Regions from separate parts of the Sus scrofa genome. Here regions 2 and 3 are each linked to region 1. A link is a contact called in public HiChIP or PLAC-seq and promoter capture Hi-C data. All regions are on one chromosome and are shown on one strand. Each heading gives the region's core, a stretch centred on a gene start, on an enhancer-like site or on the middle of the called end of the contact. The rest is flanking DNA. Distances are from core to core; before and after follow the strand shown.

Region 1 (2,700 bases), core at 10-2,509:
TGATGCCGTCCATACAATAGAATCGCAGGTGTTGGAAAGCACCAAACAAAAATGTATTTCTTGGAGTTCCTGTCATGGAGCAGTGGAAACGAATCCGCCTAGGAGCAGTGATGTTGCGGGTTCGATCCCTGGCCTCACTCAGTGGGTTAAGGATCCTGCGTTGCTGCGGCTGTGGTGTAGGCCAGCAGCTGTAGCTTGGATTCTACCCTTAACCTGGGAACCTCCATATACTGAGGGTGCAGCCCTAAAAGTTAAAAAAAAAAAAAAAAAACTCTAAATATATTTCTTGCTTTAGAAGACTTTTACCAATATCTTGGTGAGGTAAAAATACCAAATGATGTGTTGAGTCTGGAAGGATATTCACCAAAATATTAAGAATGAGTGTACAGCAGAAATTGGCACAATATTGTAAATCAACTATACTTTAATTTTAAGAAATGATTGTCTCCGGAAATGGGATTGCAGATGATTTCTCTCCTTTTGCTTACTAGTATATTTCCGTTTCTCTACAATGCAAATATTTGTCCAGTAAACATTTTTAAAGAGTAATGATTAATTAATATTTTAATGAGGATAATCAGATGGAATTCCCATTGTGGCTCAGCAGGTTAAGAACCCAACTAGTATTCATGAGGATTCTGGTTCTATCCGTGGCCTAGCTCAGTAGGTTAAGGATCTGGCATTGCCAGAAGCTGCGGCATTGGTTGCAGATGCCACTCGGATCTGGTGTTGCTATGGCTGCAGCACAGGCCACAGCTGCAGCTCCGATTAGACCCCTAGTCCAGGAATTTCCATATGCCCTAAGTGCAGCGGTAAAAAAAAAAAAAAAAAAAAAAGAAAGAAAGAAATTATCCAGGAGGAGAAAGTTTAATAATACCAGAGTTGGGAGTGAGATTGCTATAGCAACTGAAGTCCTGATTAACCCAGCCAAAAGGAGGATGGGACATCATTAAGCTCTCCTTGGAAGGTCTAAGGTTTTCTCTTACAACGCGGAATTCCTTCATAAAGTAAGCGATCTTGAGCAAAACTTGCCCCTCTCAGAGTCTAGTTTACCCGTCTGTAACGACCTTTTCCATCTTCATCATGTTAAACTACGTAACGGCTTATCTGTCTAATCTTTCTCTGGCTCTACAGTGGCTGAGAACGACATGTCGGAGGAGGGTTAATTCCCGCCGGCCCCGCCCTCCTGGCCACGCCCTCACGGGCCCCACCCCCGCCCGGGTTGAACCCTTGACCCCGCCCCCAGGCCCTGCGTCCACCGGAAGTGCCCGAGCGCGGGCAGCTCACTTCCGCCCGGCAGGTGACAGCCGCGGGGCTCGGAGCGGCTGGCGGCACGGACGCACCGGGAGAGTGGGACGACAAGGCCGCGGACGTTTTACTGCAGAGTGGAGCCGCGCCGTGGCGCCGGGAGCCGTTTGGACCTGCGGGTGAGGAGGCGGGGAGCCCGGCGAGGCCGGAGAAGAGATGGGGCAGGGAGTCGGGGGGTCTGAGGTGAGGGGTTTGTGGGGTCAGAGGTCACGGAGAGGACGAGGCGCTAGAGGAGCTAGAGTGGCTTCCCAGGCCGCGTTGAGGCAGAAGGGCTGCGGGTTCATTCATTCTCGGCCGCTTGGCCTCCCGCCTCCACCCCAGGTCCGCAGTCCCTCTGGGGGCGCCCTCCTGGAGAGACTCCTAGACTTAGGCCCCAGGGAGCCTGCGCTTGGCCAAACAGGAAACTTCTCTTCGGGTCCTGGTTCCCTCTGCATTCTTACCCCCATGGCCAGCCTGAGTCTTCCTCCTCGTTCAGGGCCTTATCTCTTTGCCAAGGTTTGAAAAGAAAAAAAAATAAAAATAAATTAAGGAGCAGCCCGCGCTGCCTGCTCTGGGGTAGGGTTGGGTTTGGTCTGTACTTAGGCGCCTCACCAACAAGTTAACTGGGGACACCTGTAATAAATGCCAAAACTACTGATAAAATGCTAGCTGCTGATTAATTGAGCTCTTACTGTGTACCAGGCATTATGTTAAGTACTCGTAATGCAGCATTTAAATTTCCCAGCAACCTTTGTGAGGTAGCTGCTGTTGTTATCTCCATTTCACCTCCGAGTAAAATGCACAGAGAGGTTAAGTCACACCTGTAAGGTCAATCGGGTGGTGTAGGCAAGAGTCAGAATTTCTACCCAGGTTCTCAGGAACGTGCAAAGTGCAGAGACCAAAGAGAGGCTGGAGCAAGATTGGAGTGTAGGAGCTATTTAATATCTTTAGCTGCCATTATATTTACTTGCATCTATATAAAGATGTAGCCTTATTGCTTCTTGTCTAACCTTCATAAGGAGCATTTGATTCACTTTATTTAGGATGAAACAGTTTTGCAGGTCGTTGCTTTTCAGGGCAAGAGTTTTTCCTGACTATTGGGTACTGTGAGACATCAGATAGGCTATGGATGAAACTAATTTAATAATATCCAGAACCTCCCTTGAGAGTGGTTGAGCTGCATTCTTTTTGGAGTAAAGAGGAACTACATGACCCCTTAGAGGAATCTTTTGGCCCTGGGTTCTTGAAGAATATTCCCAAGGGAAAGGTCTGTGTCTCTCTAAGAAAAATGCAGGTCCCCTGACTTCTTGGCTAGAAAGTGCACATCTTGCCTGAAAGATGGTGAGATGGTTTCATCACCAGAGCACTAGGCTCTGTGATTCTGAACCATATTCCTTTGCAGACATTCTCTTG
Region 2 (2,700 bases), core at 68-2,567, 730 kb before region 1:
GTGGGGATGGTGGGAGGGTGCCTGTCTCTTCTTCCAGCCACTTTGGCTTTCCTAGTGCAGGCCTCACCGGTCGCCCCCAGGGACCCCAGCCTGGCTCCTCAGCCTTTGATACCCTGTTCCCCACAGAACTCCTTGGGCACAGGCTAAGACCCTCGTCTAGGTCCGGTGGACGTGCTGAAGCTGCAGGCACGGTGTGCCAGCCCTCTGCCCCGTCATCTGCCCTCTCTGGCCTCAGTGTATCCTCCAGTGAAGCAGCAGGCTGCCTCTGGAGGCGCTGTCTCCAGGGCCCCTTCATTCTGACGCCTGCAAGAAGCAGAGGACCAACCCAAGATCACTATCTTTCAGAGAAAGTGAAACCTGGTCCCCAACCGTCACCGCGGCGACTCCCCTTCTCTGGCTTCCCCTCTGAGCTCACAGCTTCCCCATCTCCTCCGCCCCCCACCCCGCCTCCCGACAGCTCGTACTTGGAATCAGACTTTCATCTTTCCTTTTGCCTTCAAAGGGCTCTTGCCTTTTATGTCCATGATGGCAGCAGCCCTGTGAGGTGGCCAGGAAATGCTTTTCAAATCCTCATTTTACAGGTGGCGGGGATGGTGGGGGTCTCGAAGGCCCAGAGAAGTTAAGCGACTTGCCTTGGATCTCACAGCATGTCAGTGGGCTTGAACCTGATCTCCTGTTTCTCTTGCTCCAAGTGCCTGGTTCTCCCCAGAGGGTCCTGTCTGTGGAGAAGGGGCCTGTTGTGGGCGATGGTCTGGGGATGGCTGGTTGTGTGCAGGGTGCCTGTTGGGGGAGAGGAGGTGGCTGGGAGTCCTGCTGGGGGATGCAGGTCCTGGGGCCATAACCACAATCTCGGGGCTGCCAGCCTGGGTCTGGCTCTTTGCCCAGAGCCCGGTGGTTTCCGCTCACAGATGTCCCAACAGCCCTGGCGGGAGGGCGGGAAGGGCACTCAAGAAGGAAGATGTCTCGCTCCCCTCAGCCCCAAACCACAGTGGCCTGTGAGGCTGAAGGCTCCCGAGCCGGGACTTTGCATCAGGCCCTCCAGGGGCCTGCTGGTGGACTCTCCCCTCCATCCCGGGCACAGCCTCCTACAGTGGGCATGGACCCCCTTGCTCCCTGCTCACCCCATAAAAGGCTGAGGCTGCGGTTTGCATCATCCTTGGGCGTGGGGCTGACCTCGAAGAACGAATTCGAAGAAAACAGGAGGAGGAGCAGGCATGCCACCGCGCCCAGCGCCCATTGGCCGCCTGTGGAAACTTTGGTTTTTGGGGTCATGTTCCCAGAAGGCCTGCCCTCCCCCCTCCCCCTCCCCACCCACCTCACGAGGTGTTGGCCAATCACCCCGGCGGGCATAAAGTGGCTGCCAGCCCGCAGGGCTCCCAGCCGGGAGGTGTCACCCCCAGCAGGCACAGGCCGGAGCTCGGTCACCCAGCATGCGGGCACAGTGTATTCGGAGGACACTGCTCAGTGAGTACTTCCTTCCTTCCCGCCGGGACCTGCTTGCTGTGCTCATGGGCGCCAGTGGGGAGCAGGGCCAGCTGCTGTCCTCTGGGAACTGGGGAGGCTGGACACGGGGCAGAAAGATGCTAAGAAAGGGAAAGAGCCAGAGGATCAGGCAAAGAGAGGGGTCCACTGAGAACACAGCATCTTCACAGGGTGGAGAAGGGTATCCCTGGAGGACTTCCAGGGGTAGGTGATATAGAGTCGACTCTGGGAGCAAGGGTTATGAGGGAAGGGGATCACAGCGGGAGAAGCTAGGGAAGCAGGAGGGAGGTGGGAGAAGTGCTGGGGCAGTGGAGGAAGCTGCAGAAGCTGAGCAGGACTGTGGTGTATTGTCTGGAAGGGCTGCGGGGCTTCCTTCTGGCCCCAATTCACAGGCTCTGGGATGGATGGTCACTATCGGCCAGGCCCCGGGGGCCCTGGAGCCCACACAATCACACAGCACATATAGCCACACCCACAGGGTGACAGACACACAGAGCCACGTGATGTCTTCCGGAGCCCTCAATCTCACCAATCTGGGAACCCCCGCATGCAGCCCCGGGGCCCCTGTGGTGGATGGGACAAAACGGCCCAGCTGTTCCCTCGAGCCTCACACAGACCCAGACACACACCCATGCAGACACCCTGCTCCCACGCGCACTCTGCTCACATCAGCCGCCCTGCCCGAGCCCAGCAGCAGATACCTGGGGGGGAGGGTGGCGAGGGGTGTCTTGTGGTCGCCGTGCCTGGGGACCTAGCCCCTCAGTCTCCTAGCAGCATCTTCCCCAAGGGGCCACAGTTCTTAGGAAGGGAAGTGGTGTCACTGCCTTCCGGGCCATTGCGCCACAGGCCCTTCCGACCACGTGGCTGCCAGGGCTCAGTGGGTGGGTCGGGGGAGGTGGGGGGAGCCGTAATTACCCGCCCCCCAGAATATTCTGGCTCACAGCATCCCTGGTGGGCCTGACAGAAGTGGCCACTTAGGGGGAGAGGAGAGAGGTGTGAGAGGTCAGCGGATGCGCTGGCCTTGGGTGACCTGAGCAAGCCCTTCTCCTTCAGTGCCTTTGTTTTTAGTAAAATGGGGGCCTGGACTAGAAGGCCTCACTCATCCTTTCCAGATGGAAGCTTCAGATGGAAAGGCAGCTTTTCCTGGTTCTGCGGGCATAGATCAGAGTGCCAGGCTGCTCCTGAGCCGCAAAGCCTGCCAGAGTCTAACTGCATGAC
Region 3 (2,700 bases), core at 151-2,650, 820 kb before region 1:
CAAGCCCCTTCTGTCTCTTGAGCCCTAGGACCTTACCCTTCAGGTAAAGATCATACCTACTTCCTGGCCAGTGTACCCTTGGAAACTCTAAAACCATTTATGTGGCAGTGTCAGTCTGACTCAGGATTGCTAACTGCCCGGGTCCCAGGAGATACTGAAGGAATTCCAGTGTAGACAAAGAAGTAACTGATTGCACTTGCAGAGGAGTAAGAATGGCCTGGGTTTGGATTCGTACTGTGCTATGTGAATTGAGGATGTGAACCTCACTGTCCTCATCCATAAATAAGTTGCTATAAGAAATAAAGTAATGTAGGAGTAATCTGAATAAGAACCATGAGGTTGCAGGTTTGATCCCTGGCCTTGCTCAGTGGGTTAAGAATCTGGTGTTGCCATGAGCTGTGGTGTAGGTTGCAGACGCGGCTCGGATCCCTCGTTGCTGTGGCTCTGGTGTAGGCCAGTGGCTACAGCTCTGATTAGACCCCTAGCCTGGGAACCTCCATATGCTATGGGAGTGGCCCTAGAAAAGGCAAAAAGACAAAAAAAAAAAAAAAAAAAAAAAGAAAGAAAGAAAGAAATAATGTAATGTAATGTAATGCATGTAGTGTTGGGCACAGGGTCTGACCCATGGTATATGTTCAAAAAGCCCTAGCAAACATTATCATTCTACATTAATAATAACAATGACATAAACCAACTATGGTGTGTAAATAAGGAAGAAAGGCGGGGAGGAGAATTGGGAGGGTATCCTTTCCTATCACTCCCCCATTTCATAGGTGAAGAAATTGAAAGCAAGGGTTCAGAGAGAGCCACATTACAGAGTTAAGAGGGAAGAGAGGGTCTCAGGAAAGGAAGCGAAAAGGGCGGGATTGGAAGTGACGGAGGGAGGAGTGGGGAGTGAGGGAAGAGATTTCACAGGCACAAACCTCCGGGCGTGAGAGGTTGAGCCTAAAGAAGGCGGCCAGATTTGAGCTAGTCCACGGAATTTCAAGGCCTAACTATGGAAGGCAGGGGTGGAACCTGGAAAAGGCAAGACCAGAGGGAAATAGTACCAGAGGGAATTAGGGATTGATATTTGGGAAGGAGGTGGTGGCCTGAAGCAAAAAGAGGCTGGGGGACGAGGTTTTGGCCAAATGGGAGGCCAAAGAGAGGGAGCGGGGGCCTTGGAAAGCGAGGGTCAGAGGGAGAGGAATACTCTGGTAAAGGAGAGGGGGGCCAGGGCCGTGGGGGGCGTGAGAGGACGTCGGAAGGGGAATGTAAAACGTCTCACCAGTCTCTGGAGTCGCAGCCTCAGCCCGTGTCTGCTCCGCTCATGGAACTGCCCCCCCGGAGCGACTGTAGCTTGTGGGAGCCTCAGCAAACCCTAGCCTGGTTCCTCGACCGCTGCCATGGCAACAGCGTCGGGAGCTGGCTGCTCCCGTAAGGGGAGGGGCGGGAAATTACGTCACGGGGATGGGCGTGCCCGGAAGTACGTCAGCCTCTTCCCCTCGGCGGCGACAGGCGAGTCGCCGCCGCCATCTTGCGGGCTTGTGTCATAGTCCGTGCGGGGAAACCGCTTTGACGCCTCACTGCTCACTTACGCCCAGGCGGACTGGCAGCCCTGAGCGTCGCCGTCATGCCCGCCGGACCCGTGCAGGCGGTGCCTCCACCGCCGCCCGCGGCCACCGAGCCCAAACAGGTACAGCCACCCCCGCATCTCCACCGGCAACTGAGCCTAGGCCTGAGCCCTCCCCTCCGGCGCGGGCGCTTCTCACTCGCGGAGGAAGTAGCAGCCGTTTAGGAGGGCTTGGAGGAACTCCAAGTCCCAGGAGGCAGCGCGCTTCCCGCCTGCCTTCTAGTAGCGAAACAAGCCTGCTTGGAACAGTGGTTTTCAAAGTGTAGTCCGTGGAAAGTGTAGCATCGCCTGGGAGCTTATTAGAAATGCTGAGTTTCCACTTCTTCTAAATCAGAATCTGCATTTTTTTTTTTTTGGCTTTTTAGGGCCGCACCCGTGGCATATGGACGTTCCCAGGCTAGGGGTCTAATCGGACCTGTAGCTGCAAGCCTTTACCACAGGCACAGCAAGGCAGGATCCAGTCCTCATCTGCAACCTCTACCACAGCTCAAGGCAACGCTGGATCCTTAACCCGCTGAGCAGGGCCAGGGATCGAACATGCGTCCTCATGTATGCTAGTCAGATTCGTTAACCACTGAGCCACAATGGGAACTCCAGAATCTGCATTGTAACAAGACCCAAAGGTGATTCACTGAAGTTTGAGAATCACTAATCCAGCGCATCCACTGGTCTTCTGCAGTAATTGGGCCCACTGGCCCCCACAAGCCTTTGACAGGAATCCTTAATTTCCCAGCCTGCATGGTGCCACTTTGTTAAATTCTCAGCATCTCCTTTGTGCTTCCTTTAAGCTAGATACTGTACCAGGCTTTGTCTTTACCTTAATGAATGAAGCACAACTCCTGCTTTAGGGAACTAGTGGGGAGACAGATATAAGTGAATACTCAATAAGTGTTTATTGCCTCAATCACCTTAAATGATACAGTTCCAGCCAGCCTTTAAACATCTTAATCAGCTAAGGAGGAAAGATGTGTATAGATAATTGCAGTGTGATATAAGTATCAAGTGCAAAGGAGACATTAATTCTGATCAACATTGCTTTGGTGGGATAGAGGAGAGATTAAGATAGATGAAGCCCATGGGAGTGAGAG

Evidence for each region. Promoter capture Hi-C pulls out the DNA fragments that hold promoters and counts their contacts. HiChIP or PLAC-seq counts read pairs in DNA pulled down with a chosen protein or histone mark.
Region 2: a contact with region 1 is called in an H3K27ac HiChIP or PLAC-seq map of alveolar macrophages. The contact joins the promoter of OSM here to the promoter of AP1B1 in region 1. A contact is called at or near these places in 1 of 5 promoter capture datasets (fetal liver), 1 of 47 Hi-C or Micro-C datasets (embryonic fibroblasts) and 1 of 2 datasets of contacts at active chromatin or transcription factors (alveolar macrophages).
Region 3: a promoter capture Hi-C map of liver shows a contact between it and region 1, with 6 times the contacts expected there. The contact joins the promoter of CCDC157 here to the promoter of AP1B1 in region 1. A contact is called at or near these places in 1 of 5 promoter capture datasets (liver) and 1 of 2 datasets of contacts at active chromatin or transcription factors (skeletal muscle).

Annotation. Positions count from the first base shown.
Region 1 is chr14:46,518,734-46,521,433 of Sscrofa11.1, reverse strand. It overlaps AP1B1 (AP-1 complex subunit beta-1), which reads left to right and starts at 1,259. Exons shown (of 22, transcript XM_013990391.2): 1 at 1,259-1,427.
Region 2 is chr14:47,245,453-47,248,152 of Sscrofa11.1, reverse strand. OSM (oncostatin-M) reads left to right here and starts at 1,317. Exons shown (of 3, transcript XM_001929161.4): 1 at 1,317-1,464. The coding sequence starts at 1,431. LOC110256683 (a long non-coding RNA gene) reads right to left here and starts at 2,578. Exons shown (of 4, transcript XR_002338554.1): 1 at 2,184-2,578; 2 at 1,316-1,561; 3 at 1,122-1,244; 4 at 1-780.
Region 3 is chr14:47,334,200-47,336,899 of Sscrofa11.1, reverse strand. It overlaps CCDC157 (coiled-coil domain-containing protein 157), which reads right to left and starts at 1,400. Exons shown (of 14, transcript XM_021074347.1): 1 at 1,268-1,400. SF3A1 (splicing factor 3A subunit 1) reads left to right here and starts at 1,452. Exons shown (of 16, transcript XM_003483452.4): 1 at 1,452-1,675. The coding sequence starts at 1,613.